Regions from separate parts of the Oryzias latipes genome. Here region 1 is linked to region 2. The links are chromatin contacts, called in public Hi-C maps. All regions are on one chromosome and are shown on one strand. Each heading gives the region's core, a stretch centred on a gene start, on an enhancer-like site or on the middle of the called end of the contact. The rest is flanking DNA. Distances are from core to core; before and after follow the strand shown. Region 1 has its middle 21 kb from the start of tmem53. Region 2 has its middle 12 kb from the start of LOC101168073.

The links. A called contact is a pair of places that touch in the nucleus more often than the background predicts.
Region 1: a Hi-C map of fibroblasts shows a contact between it and region 2, with 2.5 times the contacts expected there. The contact joins two enhancer-like sites. A contact is called at or near these places in 3 of 5 Hi-C or Micro-C datasets (embryo and fibroblasts).

Annotation. Positions count from the first base shown.
Region 1 is chr17:19,140,280-19,147,471 of ASM223467v1, reverse strand. No RefSeq gene overlaps it. Among protein-coding and RNA genes, the nearest start is that of tmem53, 21 kb to the left of the region's middle. Within about 2 kb of position 2,976, at least 2 of the 8 cell types and tissues checked have an H3K27ac peak or open chromatin away from gene starts, as enhancers often do.
Region 2 is chr17:18,847,162-18,853,688 of ASM223467v1, reverse strand. No RefSeq gene overlaps it. Among protein-coding and RNA genes, the nearest start is that of LOC101168073, 12 kb to the right of the region's middle. Within about 2 kb of position 1,353, at least 2 of the 8 cell types and tissues checked have an H3K27ac peak or open chromatin away from gene starts, as enhancers often do.

The sequences.
Region 1 (7,192 bases), core at 1,727-4,226, 290 kb before region 2:
TTATTTGTTGAATTTTGAAAATTTATGAAAAAGATGTACAGATGTACAATTGGCCCCACGTGTTAACCTAACCCTAACCATAACCTTTCCTCTGGGTCCATGCAGCCAAGAATAAAGTTCAGCACTGGATGCATTTATTTATGATCACTTTTTTCCGGAAAACCATTAGAAGACTGGTCCTCGAGGCCTGGAGTTAGACACCGTTTGTACCAGGGGATCTGGTAGAGCATAATATAAAAGTAATCTTACTGACATTAAATCAACAACTAAAAAAAAACACAAAAAAAAAAACGGAAAATTTTTGGCAAAAATGATAAACAACAAACAGTAAAACTTAAAAGAGGTGAAGACATAAAAACGCTTGAGTGCATGAACAATTTGGCCTCACAAGGTCTCAGTGGTCTATGACTGATATTTTGTGCAGGCCACCTGCACAGATTTGTCCATTTTTCACCTGCAAACAGCCATAAGGCGACAAAGGCATAATACGGAAAATTTGCAAAACTGCAAGAAAGACTGAGACCAGTGAAATCTTACATGTAAACTGTGGATTCCTCTTTTAGATCAAAGCCTCACTCTCCATAGTTTGCAGACAATGGGCTTCAGACAAAGTTATGTGCCATCGACCTTTCCCTCACATCAACTCTGAAACCTGGCAGTCATTAGTGGCCGATTGATGAGGGAAATGATATTAGTCTGAAAACATTTGCAGCTCATCTTGAGAACGGCCAATTTTTACAATTGGTTTAAGGGGTTATGAATGTGGGCTCAGTTTGAAAATGGAAAATGGACATTTTTTATCTGAAATTGTTTCTGGAGGAGGCTTTTAGTGAGAGATGATTTCATCCTTTATTAGAATCTCTCTTTTCTTTGAAATGTGGCTCTTTTGTCTTCTGCAGACTGCTGTTACAAGAGAAAACACAAATTTTTGGCATGATTTTTGTAATTTTTTGAGAAGTAATGCAAAACATACAATTGTTGCTGTTTTAAAGCAATAGAAAAAATTCTGGGGATGTAATCCAATGTATAACAAACAGATGATTTTTACAAAGATCAAAATCATTATTTGCCCTTCTTGAGAACTCTCAGTACATAACAAAGCCCACAAGAGGCTTTCTCTTTGTTGTCAGCACATTTCAGTTTCATCTTCATCACCATTTTGTCAGTAGCCAGAAGGTGCAACGGATGTCAACCTGAATTTGGCACTCCTTCTTTTCATAACTGACACAAACGTGTATTCAGGAGCCCGTTCACGCACACACGTGCACTTGACCAGTGGAAGGAGCGTGTCACGTGAGTGATGAAGGTATGATGGAGGAAAAGGATCAGGAAGTGACTTTCATGATGCATCAAAGGGTAACATGACAACCAGAGGAAGATTTCTCGCTTGACGGGAATATTGCTCAGACGGACAGCACGGCATATCGCCGTTGATGTGTACTCTAGTGAGTGTGGTGCAGCGAAAGAGATCCCCTCCCAGAATAGACAGCATCTGGTATCCTTTGTGATGTGATTTCTTCTTATGTTGTGCTGTCTGTCGGGGTTTTTATCATTGTCACTTTGCTCTGTGTCCAAGTGCAAAAAACAAACGTGTGTTTATCCAGAAAAGCTTGAGAGCTTCTATTCTCTTGTAATATCTAGAGTCCCACTCTGGTCTATTTTGATCTATTTTAAAAGCGTTCCCTGTACTCTTAATTATGTTTATGCTGTTTTTAGCCAAAAAAAAAAAACAGTTTCTGCAGAATTCATTCAAAATTCTGTGAGTTGCGGAAAGGACCATTGGCGTGAAGCAAGCCCGCCCCCCCCTTCCTGTCACCCATAACTGAGCTATCCTTTTCCGCGTTCTCCCGGTAGCTTGCATACGCTGCCCTTAAGTGCAAATCAAAACAAATCAGTCAATGCAAAAACATATTGAAGATAACAATGAAAATTAAAAAAATTACAAAAATAGTAAAAAAACAATTGGAAAAAAATGAAATGTCTTGGAAAGCAAAAATAATTTCCAGAAATGAATATAAAATGTTTAAAAACAAAAGCACAATAACAAATCGGAAAAGGTAGGTAGTATGGGACATCGATGATAACTGGATGATTTTTCTTCATTTTTTGTCTTGCTTTTTTTTAATTGTCATTGTGATCTTTATCACGTTTTTCCATTGAGCGATTTGTTGGTGTGATTTGCATGTAACGGCCACCACACTTACAGCCCCTCACACTCCCAACCTAACACTGACGACGCAACAAAAACGGCGAGCAATATTGGAGCTATTCAGCTGTACAGTTTTAAGCCAGATGACTACTGGGACTAGGAAAACACAAAATCTTTTGCCTCCCCATTGTATTTTAATGTCACAATTACACTCTTTTTCCAACAGGATTTTTGTTTGTTTGTTTGAATTTTACAATGATTTAAATAAAGAAATATGCAGAAATGCAATTTTAAGCTTAATTATCTTAATATTTGTCCATCACCAGAAAAATGCCACAAGGACATGTTAAAAACACCAAACACACAATTTTCATCGTAGTTGGTCTTCAAAAGACTTAATCTGCTGATCAACTGGAAATTTCTATACATATTGCTACTAAGTAAAATTAAATTTGTTTCGCCTTTCCTGCAGTACTTGCTTTTCCTGGCCACTTTTGAGGAACACGGCCTCTCTTTATGTATAACCACATGCAGCCCCCTGTGGTGCCTGCGGGAGACATAGAATCACCCGGACCAAACACGATAAAGGTAATTTACTGCCAAGGCAAATTCCATAGCTCTAGGCCTCCATGCCATCTTAAACAGCCTGCTGACCTTTAGCGTCTGATTTCATAAAGAGGGACACAATCCGATTAGGCTTGGACAGGAAAGGTCAAACGCACTGGCAGTTGTGGCAAATATGTGGCCACTAGCTACTAGTGATGTACAGAATGACCATCTCTGTGTGAGCCCAGAGCATGCAATAGTGTGTGTGTGTGCTAGTAAAGGTTGCGTGTGTTATAAGGGGCAGAGGTGGTGGCAGCTGTGGTAGTTAGCCTCTGTAACCTCTTGAGCCTTTAGCAGAAAGGCCAGCATATCTGACATGGGGGTGAGCTTCACTTTTATGTTCCAGAGACGACACTTAGACACAGGAGCACAGGCACAGCAGGTGGCATTGCACCAGCTTTAGCTGATAGCATCTTCCGCTTGACTTGCCTTGAAATTCAGCCTGCTTTATTGTGGTTTTGTGCCCTTGGAGCTCCCTTTTTCTCTTGGCGGGGGGGTGGGGGGTGTTACAACACAGCTGAGTACACTCTCTTTTTTGGTAGTTTAAATCTTTTTTTGTGCTGGGTATCCGAAAAATCACCATGTTTAGGTTATTTTTCTAATTTACCATACTGTCCGTACAGTGGACATAGTGGTTTTAAGCACGGGCCGTAAGCCAATCGCCCGGGGTACAAATTTAAAGGGGGCGTCGGTTCAGTGCTTGAAAACAAAGCAAAAAAAAAAAAATTGTGCCACTATTGGTTTTCTGGATAACAAGGAGCCCTGTTTGTAAAAAGAAAAAAAGAGTGCGCTTTATAGTGCAAAAATTTCACATTTAGCATATTTAGTGTGGTATTTAGCTAAAAAAAAACGTTGTTTTGTTTTGTTTGGGTAACCTCTGTAAATATACAGTTAGTGTTACTCCCCTGAAATATCCACTTTGGGACCTAAGCTATTAAATAAACGCTTGATAAACTTTTTTACTGTACATTCTCCATTGGGGGTATTGGCGTGCCGTCTTTTTACAGATTTTTTGCAGGCGCCAGTCAGGTTAACACTCTCCATCTAAAAAAGCTAATTTATAATAAATTTTGATTTATATCCAGTTTTGCTAAACAAACCAAAAAAAGGACTATTAACTAAAGCTGCACAGCTTTTTTCCTGCTTAGGAAAAATAAACAGCATACGTCTGTGCTTGCTGTAAATTTTTTTCAGAAAGAAGAAACACAAACACACTTTTGGTCTCTCTAAAAAAAAACTATAATAAAAAAAATCACTAAAACATAGTAAATAAAGATGCAGATATAATAGCTTAGTGTTGAGCGTCTTGCTTCAAGAGAAAACTAGGACACCAAGATGAAGTAATTCTCTACTTTCCCTCCAACAAGGAGGCTGAAACATAATCCAAAAAAAGAGCACTTAATTCTATATTTGTCTGTGTGTACTTTCCACCAAGACTGGTGTTCATAAAAGTTGTCGTGTCGTAGGTGTGTCAGCTCCCCCCATGTGGATGGTTTTAGTAGCAGAGCTGTCATGTGATTTACGATCTGCCCATTAAGGAGTTCACAGAGATGATGTTGATTGTGTGGCGCGATCATAGTTTGCTGTTCCTGACATTAAATAGGTGCAAACAACTGTCCTCTAATAAAAATGTGACTTTTTCATAGTGAACATATTCTGTCTAAATTCATCTCTGTGAAAAAAAAAATAGGTTAATTTTTGAGCAGAAAATAGAATGGTGGTGCGTATTGTGCGATGAAAGTCCAGGCGCGTGTTGTATGTGTGTGCCATGGTTAATGCTGATAATGCCGGGGCACAGGGAGGTGCTGACAGCGCTGCTTCTGCTGAATGACGGAGATGATGTTAACAAGCACGGGGAGGAGGTGACCACCCCTCTGTTTACAATATGAGGGTGCTAAAGCTGTCGAGCCCATAACTAACACACACTGGTGCTGCGTGTCTGCCGGTGCACGCGCACACACACCATGAATGCTCCTTATCCTCCACTGTTTTGTTGGAACAGCCCTCATGTCAGCGATGCAGCAGAGCAGCTTGCCTGGTACTCCAGCTGAGAGCGAAACAGAAAAAGACATATTTATTCAGGGATGAGGCCTATAACAGCAAACTAAAATAAGAAGAACAAAATGTCTGAACAGGTCTAACAAGTCATGTTGTGCTGCTTGTATGTGGAAAATGCCAACAACAAGTAGACGTTTTTAAGATTTTACAATTATAGTTCTATAAAAAAGCTCTGGAAAACTCTAAAAGGAAATCTACAAAACACAACATTGTTGTCAATTTCCTGACATGACAACATGTTTTGCAGTTTTAGCTATTAAATCAAGTGAAAGATAAATCCATTTTAGAGGTTTTCTAACTGACTCATTAGTTAATTAGTGTATAAATAATGAATGCTTGCAAATTTTTGTATAATAAGGCTTCTATTTGTCTAATGTAGCTTAATTGCTTTTTAAAACTGTATTTATTCCCTGCCTGGACAGTAATATAAAATGCTAATTTGTTTCGTTTTTAAGAGGTTTAACTAATAACCCCAAAATCTGATGTTGTCTATGTTTTAGAATAAAACATTCTGTATAAATTAGTCCCCCCCCCCATTTTAAATTTGTATCTAACTACCTTCGGATATGCCGGGATGACACAAACTCATAAGTCCTCTAAGTTTTGATTGTTATTTATTCATTTTTGTTAGCAGTAATGTAAATTTTGTGTCAGTAGATAGTCTTAGTCCCATTCACCCATGCACACACTGCTGCCTAAAGCTCATTCACACCTGAACGCGATTCAAGTTTGCATCTACCAACTCTCATTGGACATGTGTCAAATTTGCTGCTGGATTCTTGTTCAAAAATGGGTTCAGAAACTTTATGCTCCTGATGGGTGTGGGAGGAGCCACCAGTCAAAGTTTTGAGCCTCATCACTTTAAATCTTATTGATAGTGCATGAAAGACACAGATGATGTTGAGAGATCAGGTTTATTGATTTTGAAGAGCATTAGTAATCACATCGCCATGTCTGGGTTCACTAGAGTAGTCTTTTTTTTTTACGGTGAGGTTCACCATCTACTGCAGGAGCTGTGTCTGAATGACGGCCACTTTGAGCGGCACCTTCTCCCAATAGTCTGGGGTGGAAAATCTAAAAAAACAAAACAAAACAAAGAAGAATAAAATTAGAGGATGTGTTATTCAGAATTCATTTATTGTCACATGCACAGCTTTACACCGACATACGCAATTAGTTCCAGTACAACCTGAACAAGATCAGACATACAACAGATACACATATACAGTTCAGAGTTGACTGAGGCTGCAGCAATAAATGCGCTGCCTTACTAGGATGGGTGTAGATGGGTCACCAATGGGCAGGGTCTGGGTCACTGGTGACAGAAAAAAAAGAGTCAAAAAGAAAAGAAAAGTTATTATCGTCTCAATGCAAATACGAAAAATATTGGGAAGTTGACAGATTCTTCTCTTTGTTGGCTTTGGACTTTGGACTACATCAACTAATCAGGGAGTCTGCTTTGGACCATAGACCAAGGCCGACTCCCTGATTGGTCGATGTAATGCATCTTCTTCGCCAAATTTTAGATATTTGAACTCTGAAAAAATTGCGCCGTGATGTTTGAAATGCATCCAGACCACATTTAGTGTGAAAGCAGCTTAATACTGGCATCAACCTACTACCAGGAGCAATGCGGGGATTCAATATCTTTCCCAAGTACACTTTGACACATGGGTGGGCAGGGCGGGAATAGAACCTGCAACTTTCCGATCAGCGGTCGACCACACTACCGCTGCTCCATGGCCGCCCATAGGGTGGAGAGAGTGGAGGAAGTTCTGTGCAGGCATAAGTCACATTACATTTATGGTGTCATAACAAATATCAAGTTCTATTATAGCTAATGTTTACACTTATGCGCCATGCTGTCAATAAAGACACTATGGAGAACAATAACTAGCTTTTAGAGTTTTTCTTAAGTGGTTTTCACATAAAGTGGAGAATACCGTCTTTGGGTGTTTAAACTTAATTCATGTCATTTATAAAAATATCAGCCTAATGGCTCTGTGTTCCGCCTTTTAGGTTTTGGAATTCAATAGTTGTCCTCGCAATGAAAGAGCAAGATACAAGATCTTTAATGGTGGCCAGTTAAAAGCTTGGCTGTTGTAGAGCAGCAGAAGTTAAAAGCTTACACCAAGTTATCATAATAGGCCATGCTCAGCGTCAGCCAAGTCATTCTTTTGCAGCAGGCCTAATTTCCCATCATGATGATGATGATGATCAGCCGGACAACATGCTCAGAAACAATTAACGCCGGCCGTTGAAGTGCACACTTTCCCCCAATCAGGCATGGAGGGCCAGAGCATAAATAAGTCCCCTTGTCAAGCATTGCCAAGTGGCACCTAATGACTCTCATTAATATGCAAAATAGGCGCCATTTTT
Region 2 (6,527 bases), core at 104-2,603:
AACTCCCCCACCCCCTTATTTAACCTGAAAATAACATTACACAAGACTCTGCAACATTCTGCTCCCCCATTATGAAGGGTATTGTGCTTTTCATTTAACTCCTTGATGCCTGTATTGACTTTCAATGATCATAAATAATGTTTCACTTATGTGTTTGTGTTCAAAAGGATGCTCAATTAAGTTGAGATAGCTAATTGAAGCAGGTTGATGCCTATTTGCATCAGCCGGCATAACAGGATTTGGACCTAATGCTACGGTCACTTCAAATATTCCACAAAGTTTTTCATCAAACTTGGCAAGTGGGCGCGCAGCTGGGAGGTTTTAGGAAAAAGTTCAAATCTGATGCCAACTGTCAGTTGACATCGGTCAGTGGCCACCCGGGTACATTTCGCGGTTGCGTGATGGCAGTCCTTTGACAGGCAGAATGGCCCACTTTTTATATACCACCAGGCTACCAGACGGCTTGGTGGAGCTTCTTATGGACGATCGCTGTCTGTACACATCGTCCAATCAAAGCTGTTGCTATTCACCTATAGGCCAGCGATCCGGCTGCCGCTGACTTCCGCCTTCTACATTCATGACCACGCCGACAATTTTCAAAAGATTTGGTGGTGGCTTGAAGATTCTGCCACTGCCTCCCTATTGCGCAGTGGCAGTTGTTTTTGTGATCGTAGCCTGAGTATTTGCTAAATTTCTTTGGGGAAAGAAGGAAATATTGAAAAAAATTTGGGTAATTTTTTTTAATAGACTTTTTATTTTTTTCAGGTAAAAAGAAGATGTCCCTGTATGACAGCCAGGCTCCTGTCTGTCCCATCTGCCAGGTGCTGCTCCGACCAGGAGAGCTGCAGGAACACATGGAAACAGAAATCGAGCGGCTAGCAAACATATGCCTCAGGTAATCCTCAAAATTCAGAATCTACTCATCCCAAAAGCGTAACAAGTTAATGCACACTGCACTCCTTAAGGTAAATAAAGATAATAATGAAAAAAAAAAAGGAAAAAAAGTCAATGCTCAACGGCTCATAAAGCTGGGTCATTTGTAACCAATAGGCCGTGCACCACAATTCAGCTCCGACAGGCCGATCCAGTCATATTTCTCCCATGCAGGTATTTGTGTGCCATAAATCTGCATAAAAAGGCAGAAGCATGCTGTCAGCGTAAAGCTTAGCCTTTCCTACAGAGACCAGGATTCAAACCCGTGACCTCAAGTTCACTGCCACCCTTTCTTCTCCGCGGGGCAGTTGCAACTAGCAGTTTTACGACGAATAAATCAACTCCAAGCCCTTTTAACGATGGGACACAGCCATTAGGATCCATATTTCACCCTGCTCACACGCCTGGCTGTGTGTATGTGCACATGTGTTTGTGTACACGCGCGCAGGTCGCTCCTCTGGGGGTGTGTTTGTGTGTGACCCCACGTCCACCTTAGTGGCCTAGTTTTACGATAGCACCCATTAACTTGGAGAAACGGGGCAACAGACAGTGTCACCCCGCATGGAAATAACAGCTTATTTACCACCTGCTGTCTTTACTCGCATGTACCACGCTTAACATCTTTTGAGGCTTTATCGCCAAACTTTATTAAATCCTTCTGCTGTTTTCATCTGAATACATCCCTTTCTCAGTTTTTGTCTTTACAGCTATCATGCAAACAACAGAGACATTTTTTAATGTCTCTTTTGTTGCATTAGGTGGCAAAACGTCAGCAAAATAAAAAAAATCACAAAATCTGAATCATTGTGACAATGGGAATGCTGCTTTGCAAAGTAGGTGCGCAGTAAAGAAGCAAAATAAGGGAATGTTTGAGTCTGCATTGGGATCAAACACACTGATTTGTCACAGTGACAACAAATACAGTTCAGAGAATGCAGATGTAGAGAAGTACCAGCATCGAATGCTGCAGGGCGTCTTTTTCCAACTGGAAACTGAACTGACGAAATAGCAATGCCAACAATTTAAATTGACAATTGGTTTCTTTTTATTCCAGTTCATGAATGCAGTTTCCCTAAAAAAAAAATAAAAAAAAATAGTAAAAATAAAATATATGCCCTATTTTTTGGACTATGGGGCGCACCGGATTTTAAGGCCCACTGTCAATAAATGGTCTATTTTCAGTTTTTTGTCATAAGGTACACAGAACTAATAGACGTATTGAGAGAAGCTACACATTGGCCACATTAGAAACGTCAGCCACATATTTGCAATACCTGCAACTCCCAACCTTGTTTGCAACACATAAAAAAAATGACTGATGCTGCTAAAATATATTCGCTAAAACATATGACCACGCTAACTCCTAACCTTGTTAGTAACACATAAAAAAAATAAAAGTTTGACATCGCCAACCTTCCTCAGTTGACCGGAGAAAGGGACTCAGTGGGTGGAGTTTAAATGTCTTGGGGTTCACGAGTGGAGGGAAGATCGGAGCGTGAGATTGACAGGTGGATTGGAGCGGCAGCCGTCGTTTTTTTGGTTGCTTTACTGTTCTGCTGTGGTGAAGAGGGAACTGAGCCAGAAAGCAAAGCTCTTGAATTTACTGGTTGATCCTCATTCCAGTAGTCACCTATGTTCATGAACCGTGGATCATGACTGAAAGAACGAGGTCCTGAAGACAAGTGGCTGAAAAGAGCTTCCTCCGTATGGTGGCTGGTCACTCCCTTTGAGATAAGCTGAGAAGCTCGATGACCCGCAGACGGCTCGGAGTAGAACCGCTGCTCCTCCACACCGAGAGCAGCCGGTTGAGGTGGCTCGGACATCCAGTCCGGATGCCTCCTGGACGCCTCCCTGGGGAGGTGTTCCGGGCATGTCCCACTGGGCAGAGGCCCGGACAAGCTGGAGAGACTACGTCTCTCTGCTGACCCCGAGACGTCCCCCTAGAGGAGCTGGAGGAAGTGGCCGGGGAGAGGGAAGTCTGGGCATCTTTCCTTAGACTGCTGCCCCCCCGCGACCCGGTCCCGGGTGAGTGGAAGAAGATGGATGGATGATGGATGCATTGACGCATTTACAATACTCCGAACCTTGTTGTAACATGGAAAAAACAAACAACAGACTGATATCGCCAAAACAAACGTTTCTGTGACTACAATAAATCCCAACCTTTATTAGAAACGTTAAAAAAAACCACCGTCCGACACCGCAACACATTAGCTGCCTTAGCTTTTTTTACAATAACATCCAAACTTGTCATTTTGACAGCAATCAGTAAACACAACTAGTTTAATCCATAGATTAGGTAGTCCAGATTACAAAATGCACCGTCATGATTTAAAAAGAAATTAAGGCTTTTAAGTGGGCCTAATAGTGTGAAAAACACAGTAAACTATATATGTATATATATGTATAACATCACCATGCTGTCTTACAGCAAAACGTGCGTATGGTTCAATTATTAATAAAGGTTAGAATTCTGTCCTTCCCTCTGGATGCCAATTTAGGAAAGCTAAGCCCCCCACGCGCACACGCATGCTTCCTCTCTCTGTCACTCACATAGTTATTAAAAGAAATCGCGTCATCCCTGGATGGGATGGGATGGGACAAACGTCACGCCCGGCTGATTTACCAACTCGCCATTAACCCACAGAAACACGGCATGAAGAGACAAGGACAGCAAAGAGCCGAAGTGTGGAGGAGGAAACTCTTCTAGAGGCTGAAACAAGTACTATTTCTTTCTAAAGAAATGCAAGTAACATTAAAATACAAGCTAAGGGGGAGTGTCACGAATTTTAAAATACAAATACAAATAATAAAATACAGCAGTCAAGAAAAATTGCAACTTCACTCTCTCCTCTGGGTTGCTGCACGGGTGCCATCATTGAAAGTGACAATGGGAATTTGGTCCAATTTCTTGTAAATCTGCCTTTAATGGCACCTAGCACTTGCAGAATGAAAGAGTCGTGTGCATGGAAACGAAGGTGTGTCACCTCTGCCTTTTCTTAATATCTGTTCCCATGCATGCTTTCATTTGTTTTCCATTCCTGCTGCTGTCCGCCCAGCATGTAAACACGTGTGTGTGTGTGTGTGTTGGATTACGACTGCCAGCCTGTCCTCCCTCGTGGCTCGGAGCTCTGTCACTCGTTCATGGGCCACGGCGTCATGGAAATCGCACACATGCGTGGAGCTTGGCAAATGGAAATCCATCGTGCCCTGTGCATGTCAGGTGGCTCAGGGGGGCAAAGTAATCTACATACTCCTCCGATCTCCTCCCCAACCCCTTCCTTCATAATCAATCTGCCTGCATACGCCCGAGCCCCCCAGCTCTCTACCAGATGACACAAAAAGGCAAAAAGCAATCAGTATCTTGAGTTTCGCACCATCCAGCTATTTTTCCCTCCTTCCATTCCAGCCAATTCCCACCAAGAAAAGACTTATTCATCTTTTTGTTGCTCTTGCTGTCACTCCTCTGGCAGGGAGAGGAGGGAGGCCATTCTCAGGTAGGATCGATGCAGACTGAACCAAGCTGAGGGCCTTTATTGTGAAGGTAATTGCCTGCAAGTAGTTGATCATACCAACTCGAAACTAATGTGACTGGATTATGAGATTGTTTCAAGTTCAATGCACCGGCGGCTAAAGTCTGGTTGGAGCGAAAGTTGATTTGGATATATTCCCCCGCCGAGGTATTTAAACGTGTTCCTTTGTGTGTGCTGGAAAAAGTGCTTTGTAAATAGTCATGGGAAGCCTATAGGGTCTAACTAACGTTTATTATTGGGTCATCAAAAGGATTTCTGTTTAGTTTTTGTGTTGAAAAATTACTCAGACGTCATACAACAAAACTGAAATAGTGCGCTGGCCAATTTCTTTTCACTTTTTTCACATTGTTTGTCTCTCACAAGTCCTCAAATACCATGGCTCTGAGCCCAGCTGGGTCCATTTGCTCAGATTTTCTACCTGTTGTACCACAAAGATACTTGTATACACAACACACACTTAGCCCATGGTGGGCAAGCAGGAGGGCTGTCTTCTTCACATGACCACCACCGACAGTTGGAAGAGGCTTGGTGCAAAATGTCGTAGTGATGCAAATCTCCAGGACTTTTCTTTCCCAGCCCTATTCTGATACATGAAAGACTAATTGTCATAGAATTACTCCTTCATGATCACTTTTCGAATGGTTGGCACCTCTGTGATTAAAAACTACCAAATCTAAGTCCCCAATTGGTCAAATTTCAACCTGGTTTAACTTGCAATGTGCCTTCAGTGGCTGTGCGTTTTATGCGTAGAGCCCAAAAACAGTCGTAGAAACGTGCGGGCTGTGCGTGAGTTTTGAAAGCAGACGCCCGATAAACATGTTTAACATGTTTATCTAGACTTTCTATTGAAAGTGGTCACTTGAACCCATCTTTGATTGCTGAGGGTGGTGTGAACGTAGCTTCAGAGTCATTAGCTGCATTCACTCTTTGGGCATCGCGTCCAGAGTAAAAAAAAATCGGAACTTACGCGTCGCTTTTACAATTGGGTGGAGTCCAAATCCAAAACATGGAGATAATCTGATCCCTCTCCTCCCATATGATATTTTCTTATTTTCATAGAGACAACATTAAAAAGTTCCTCCAATTTAATTCCCCCCCCTGTAGGGCTGTTGTAGGTCAGTTCAATAAAGTTCATAGTGTCTGTATATGTTAATTGACTTCTTAGGTTCCTCTATTATCAGACACGGTAGTGTTTTTTCACATGCCTTACATGTAAAGTAAAATAGAGGAACCTAAGAAGTCTGTGGTAGGACAGGTTGTCAAACTGGGTCACAAAGACACAGAAGTACCGCTGAAAGCGTCCATTATTCAGACGCAGCTCCTGCTGCGGGGATACACCTCATCATAGTGGGAGAGTCTGAATGATTTCATGAACCCAGACATGGAGACATGCTTACTGATGTTTTTGTTGAGCTGTTCAAAATAAATAAGCCTGATCGCTAAACATCATCCATGCCTTCCAAGCATTGTAAATGAGATCTCTGCAGACACTGCTACATGTAGCGATTAGGCTTAAAACCTTTGGTAGTAGCTCTTCCCCAATTCATCTGGGGCGTCAAGCTAATGCAAATTTGACGCGCAAATCACGTGAACGCAAGGGCTTCTCTTTGACTTGACCGATCGGACTGCATTTTTCCTTTTTATTTTATCAAGGGCTTTTTTTAAATCCATTTTTGCTCTAGTTAGACAGAATCCATCATAAAATCATGTTCAACTTCAAGCTAAGCAGAAGATGAGAAGTCCTCACAAGAGAAAGTAGGCATAGACAGGGCAGCAGATCTTTTTTGATACCATTATATTATTTATCATAACATCATTTTTACAAAGTGCTTTAACCACTATGTGTAAAATATGAGTTCATTTGACTTTACCACCCATTTTTTACCATTTTTATTTATCCCCTGAAGCCAGTTTTGTGGTTTGGGGGACAAAGAACTGCAAAACTACCTGTTTGAGTCACACAGCCCCTCCCCTCTTTAGGCACATTTCAGCATCACAATGTGTTATAAATTGCATCTTTCATTCCTCCTGTTTTCCTCCAGCTTGTCTACTGTGTTTGTT